Linked DNA regions of Sus scrofa: region 1 is linked to region 2. The links are chromatin contacts, called in public promoter capture Hi-C maps. All regions are on one chromosome and are shown on one strand. The core of a region is the stretch at or near the end of the contact, and the rest is flanking DNA. Distances in the headings are between cores, read along the strand shown.

Region 1 (2,959 bases), core at 45-2,544, 320 kb before region 2:
ACCCCCGGGGCCACCGGCTCCCGCCGCCAGACCAAGTCCCCGCTGCGGATGAGGAGGAGGCGGCCCGGGAGGTCCGGCGGCCTCATCTTCGCCACAGCGCAGGCTTTTGTGGGGTGGCGGGCCTGGGGCCATTTCCGCGCCGCAACCGGGGCCGCCACTGCCGCCACCGCCAGCACCACCCTTTCCCTGCCCACCCGACCCGCCGTTAGCGCCGCCGCTGCCTCCTTGCAGCGAGAAGGTCCGTTTGCGGGTGCCGCCATTGAACATGGCCTTGACGTCCTCCCAAGCGTGGCTCAGTTCGTCTGTAGCCGACTTGTCACTGAGTTTGAGGTGTCGGCGCCACGAGTTAAAGTTGGCTGCGTCGGGCTGCGTGTACTTGGCGTCAGGTGTGCGGTGCGAGTGGAAGATGAACTTGTTGGGCGAGAAGTACATGCTGCAGTAACCGCATTTGATGCACTTGGCACGCGAGCTGTTGTAACGCGCGGGGATGAAGCTGCCACGCGAGCCCCAGGCGCACTCGTGCACTACATCGAAGGCGAAGTTCTCAGGTAGCTTGGGTGGCTTGTGTTCGCCCAGGAACGACTTGCACAGCCGTTCGGCCTCGCGCTTCGTGATCATGCCGCAGCGGCGCGACGAGATGGGCATGGCCCCGGCCCGACGCAGAATCTCCAGCTGCACCGGCGTGCACTGCACGCACGTGATGCCCAAGGCCACGCGACGGTTGTGGATCTCATTGTAGCTGTAGTTCTTGAGGAGAGTGTTGGAGATCTGTGCTAGGCAAAGGCGCTCCTGACCATCGATGACCAGAGACACGATAGGCACACCGTACAGCGACGTCTCGCCCACTTGGTTGGGTTTGAGAGCGCTTGAGCCCGAGTAGGGCTGCAGCTCCTGCTTGGAGTTGGGTGAGGAGCTGCCCTCGCGCCCCGGCCCCAGCTGAGTGGTGAGAGCCTCCATGCCGCCGCTCCTGCGAAACAGAGAAAGCAGAGAGCCAATAAGCCATTTTCAGCGCCAACGCGGCTCGGCCCGCCCAGGAGGGCGCGCCGAGTGAGGCGCGCAGGGAAACTTGGCAATGGGGAGTCCAAGCTCATTCGCCCCCTGGACGGGCGCCTTTTGTTATTCAGACGGGTGCTGGCGCTGGAACAAAAGCCCCCAAGGTTTGGAGATGGAGTAGGGGTAATTGAGACCTCTGGAATGCCCCGGTAGCTAGGAACCCGATCTGGTTTTCAGATTGGGGAGGAAGTGGGACTCAGAGATGGAGAGTGACTTGCCCAAGGCCACACAGCAAAGCCATTGCCAAACCCGCGCTTCCTGGCGCCCGAATCCGTGCGCCTTCGGCCACCCTCACAGCCTGCCCTACCCGCCCTGGTGCTGAAGCCGGGACTTCGGGGACAGGCCGCCCCTCTGCTCAGTCGCGCATGCACGCGGGCGGGCGGGGGCAGCGCCAGGAGGAATGGGGGGAGGGGCGGTCTCTGCCCACCTCCAGACAGCAGGGGGCGGACGGCGCGGGGCGGGGGGGCGGGGGGCCGAGGCGGGGGGGAGGCAAGGAGAAGGAGGAGGGTCTTGAGGCCGTGAGGGAGGCGGGGAGAGGCAGAGACGACCGCTGTTCACGGTGCTGAACCCGGCTCTCTCCAAAGCACGCCTCGAGCTTCCAGCCCCAGGCTTGCCCTCAATGCACTCAGCTCCGTGCCCAGCCGGCTCCCCAGGAAAACAGCGCTGCCTTCCACAAACACAAGCTTTTCCTCTCACTCCCGGAGCTTTGCATTCGTTGAGCAGAAAGATTCTGGCTGGAGCCGTTTTCTATAATTCGTTTTCTTTCCAGCCATCGATGGGATCAGGGTCAGGCAATTCCTAACCACGTTTTCTGCATTTTTAGCTGCGTTCCAGACTAAAACTGGTTTCCCTCTGGGTCAGCACGTGGGATGGAGAGGCTTTAGTAAGTTTCTCAGAAGCCACTTCTCCTTTGCTTCTAGCAACCCACTCCCTAAGTTTTCCTCCTTCAAATATGCTTTTTCCACCCAGGCCAAAAGCAGTCTCTCCAGGCTCTGAGCTTCCTCTTTTGGGGGCGTCATCTTTTTGAGTATCCTTCATGCTGGGCTGTCCTGACTCATTTTGGCTGAAAGGAATCCTGGCTGGTCTCTGAAGCTACCACAAGCCTCCAGGTCAAAAGTTACTGCTGGTCCTGAGCTTTACTCTCTGGCCAAGGCTAGGAGGCAGCCAGGTCCAGGGACATCAACAGCAGGAGGACACGAGGATGATGCTTGGGGCCCCCTAGGTGACCCAGCCCTGCCACGTGTCATCAGACACGGAAGGCTCCCTCCACCCCCATGGCTGAAGGCGCTCCTGCGGCCCAGGCAGGCCAACCCTAAGGGCCCCTCCCCTAAACTCGGCAGGAAAGGCAGATCCATTTTTACAGGGGCAGCTCCAGCCCGACAGGGGATCAGACCTCAAAAGCCTCACCAAGGAAACTGAGATCTTCTGAGGGTCCATCTCTCTCCCTCTCTCCGTCTAGGTGCCCCTCATCTGTCGATCTTATCTGTCCCTAAGGTGTCTGTCTCTCCCAGCTCACGCCTCTTTCTCCCATCTGTCCTTATACCTTCTTAAATCAAGCTATTTAATCTGTTATCTGCCTGTTTCATCTTTATCTCCGTGGATCAAATTGAAACTAGTTGACCCTCCTTTTGCGTTAAAGTCCCTCCTAACATTTTAGGAGGAAAAAGCACTGACCTAACTCCTTGGCTGAAGGGTCAGCAAGAAAAGCCCCGAATGCCCCAAAGGGCTCTCAGGCAGGCTGGGGAAGTGGTGGGGGGGGGGGCGCCGCGGTTCTGGGAAATGACGATGTCTTCTTGGTTCCCCGAAATCGGCAAGTGTGCCCTGCCCGCATGCAGTGAAGGGAGCGCCCTGAGCCCAGCGGGTCCTCCCCACGTTGAGGGTCTGGAGTCCTCGCCGGGTTTTCCCG
Region 2 (3,191 bases), core at 613-3,112:
CTACCTAAAAGAGAAGTCCCTAATCATTAAGGTGTTCTTAAGGTGTTAGGCTTTAAATGGTGAAAAAAAAATTTTTTTAAAGTTACTGTTTATCTATAATCCTCCAGTTATGTTTTTCCTAAACTATTACTCTACATTTGGGAAGAATGATTTTTTTCTGATTCTGAAAATGCTAAAATAAACTTATTCTTCTTGATTCTAGTCATCTCTCCAGTCTCTCCAAATAATTTTGAATTTAATTTTCTAAGTTACTACACTCTTCAACGTCATATCAACCTCAAAATTAGTAAGCATGCTCTATATAGTCCACCAGCCAGATAATAACACATATTTTTAAAGGATTACACATTGCTAAATAATCTCCTTAATGGAATGAAGCCAGGATAGTCCCTGTGGAGAAATGGCTCCAGAACCCCTTGACTGACTCACATGAGTCATTATAAGTAAAAATATACATATCGTATTTAAATTTAAGGAATAATCAGCTGTAATTCTGGCTGAAAAAAACTAGTTGGATAACAACGTGGGTCAGCTTGCACGTCTAGATTCTGATTTACTAGAATCTGGTTTAATTCGATATCAGCTATTAATGGGTTAAAAACACCTTGAGGCCTATTTTTCCCTGACCTATAAAAGGTGCACGCATGTCATTATTGGTTCACGCCTTTTCTGCCATTAACCAAAAGAAAATAAACATCCAGCAAGAGTAAATACTCTAGTTAGGGTTAGAATATTCCCATGAAAACATATGAGTATTAAAGAGGCAGTCTTTTACATATCTTTTAGGCCTAATATCTGATGAAGCTAACAACACTAACGAAAACCTTTAGTGCTCTAGTAAATCTAACTTTCTGGGATTTCACATAAAGAAAATAAAGACACTTAAAAAGTGGTGCGAGTTTTGATAATACGAATGCACCCACAAAATTATGTTCATGGATGGGAACGAATTCTGCCCCGCAATAAGGCATAAAAAAACAACAACAAAAACACTTTTCGAGCCATTTTCCAGGGGCTTAGGGGTTCTTCCAATTAAGAGTGGCAGGAAGTGAAGATGGCAAGCCCTCTCCCCAGGGGTGATGCAGGGTAGTCCCTTTCTACAAGCCTGTGGATAAGCCCCACAATCTGGGGCACGATTCAGAAGCAACAACTTAGCCTTCTCAAGGACCTGCGGGGCGGGGATACAGAAGACCAGCGACATGGACGAACCTGAAAGGTGGTGTTGTGGGGGGGACGCATACGCAGTCTGGGAAACTCCGCGGCCTGGGGCGAAGCGTCTCATCTTGGGCCGGGGTCTGGGCCTCGGAGCGAGAATGTTAGCGTGCTTTGCAAACAGTGGGGGGCATCATTTGCAGGGCGTGGTTCAGCGGCCCGGGCCACTCACCGAGGTTGATGACCTTGAGCGCCGTGAAGAACCGGTCCTGCCGGGCCAGGTCCTGCCAAGGGGCCTTGGAGCAATGGTACTTGATGAAGGGGAAGCAGCCGGTGCGCAGGACGTGGTAGTTGGCGCCCTGCACCGGCCAATTGAAGTGCGAGAGGCCGAACTGGTCGTTGCGGACTGCGCTGTAGGGCACGCAGAAGGATGTCCAGTGCGGCAGGCGCCGCTGTAGCAGGTGCCGGGTCAGCACCTCCGAGGCGCGGGGCTTCAGGCGGGAGGCAGCATCGGAGGCCCAGGGGCGGAAGAGCAGCAGCCGTAGCACGGCCTCGTGAGCCCTTCGGAGGGCCTCCATGACCGGCCTCGCCCGGGTCCCCCGCCCCTCGGCTGCCGTAGGGGTGCGCGCCGTTGGGGGCGGGGCCGCAGGAACGTGCCCGCGCGCCCGCTCCCCGGGGCGAGCGGCGGGACGCCCAACCGGCGTTGCGCGAGTGCACGAGACATCCCCGGGGGCGCGGTGACGCGTGCGCACAAAGGTCCCGCCAGCTAAGGGCGCAGAGCCTGGCGGCGGGAGCCGGGCGGAGAGTGCGGCTTGCCCTTTCTGAGCAGGTAGTTAAGTCGTCACTAAGGTCCTCACGTAGTCGTTAATAACCCCGGGCGGGGGGAATACGCGAGTTTTATCAGTTTAGGTATGAGGAAAATTAAGTTTTAAAACAAAAACATAACCGCTCTCTTGAGCTGCAGAATTCAAGCCCACATCTCTTTTCCAAACCCCAGGCCCAAGTGAAATCCTTACTTGGAGTTACTGCGGAGACAATTGAGAAGGTTTCCTCAGGGAAGTGAGTTAAAAGCTAAGGGCCCAGATTTGCAGTGGCTGGTAAAGTCAGAAAGTGCTTTTGTCTCTAGGACCCCTCAGTGGTGTTGTATAAAATAAATCCCAGATATTTCAACATAAAAAGTTTATTTTTTTGAAGTTCCCTTATGGCACAGCGGGTTAAGGATCCTGCGTTGTCGCTGAAGCGGCTGGAATCGTTGCTGTGGCAAGGGTTCGATCCTTGGCCCGAGAATTTAAACGTGCTGTAGGTGCGGCCAAAAAAGAAAAAAAGTTTATCTGTAAAAAAGTCCCAAGGCTTGCTATGCGATGCGCACCACCACCTCCCTCCTAAAAGCCTGGTGAATGCCAGACCAGGAGTCTTAGTTATAAATCTTAATAATAATCTTTAGTCACCCAATATCAAATCTATTACTTTAGGAAAAACTTTTATCAAACTTTGCAGCTTCTTGAGGTAGTAACATATACATTGGTTTTCTGTTATATGTCCGAAATTCATCATGTTGAAGAAACCATGCATAAATGAGATGTGTCTGGAAAGTGCTGTTTGTAAATGAGGTAATGGTGTGTAAACACCATGTAACAATTACTATTATTGTTGAAAATGCAAGGGGAATGTAGGATAGTGTGGCTAGCTTTTACATTCTCCAGTTTTTATTGATTCATTCAACAAACATTGATTGAGCACCCACTACCATGTGCCAAATCTGGTAGGTTAAGTAGTTTTAGGGACCTTATAGTCATACAAATAATTTGAACTTTTTAGGATTCGCTATTAGATAAAAAATTTTAAAGGATTTTAGGTGGAGGCATGATGTAGTTAGATTTGCTCAGAAATGGCTGGAGAGAGGCTAAGCTGAGTCAGGGAGGTGATTCAATACTGTGATTTCAAATTAAATTTTAAAAAGTATTGGAGTCCTTTTTCAAACAAAATCTGTCATAGAACTCCATCGTATAAAGTACATGAAAACTTGTCTTTTATTACTA

Evidence for each region. Promoter capture Hi-C pulls out the DNA fragments that hold promoters and counts their contacts.
Region 1: a promoter capture Hi-C map of fetal liver shows a contact between it and region 2, with 2.4 times the contacts expected there. The contact joins the promoter of SKOR1 here to the promoter of C1H15orf61 in region 2. A contact is called at or near these places in 3 of 5 promoter capture datasets (fetal liver, fetal skeletal muscle and liver), 10 of 47 Hi-C or Micro-C datasets (embryonic fibroblasts, epiblast stem cells, fetal heart ventricle and 5 more) and 1 of 2 datasets of contacts at active chromatin or transcription factors (skeletal muscle).

The regions. Positions count from the first base shown.
Region 1 is chr1:165,751,857-165,754,815 of Sscrofa11.1, reverse strand. It overlaps SKOR1 (SKI family transcriptional corepressor 1), which reads right to left and starts at 1,294. Exons shown (of 9, transcript XM_021100496.1): 1 at 1,188-1,294; 2 at 1-967. The coding sequence starts at 1,294.
Region 2 is chr1:165,435,481-165,438,671 of Sscrofa11.1, reverse strand. It overlaps C1H15orf61, which reads right to left and starts at 1,862. Exons shown (of 2, transcript XR_297238.2): 1 at 1,210-1,862. LOC110261942 (a long non-coding RNA gene) reads left to right here and starts at 1,886. Exons shown (of 4, transcript XR_002346361.1): 1 at 1,886-1,981.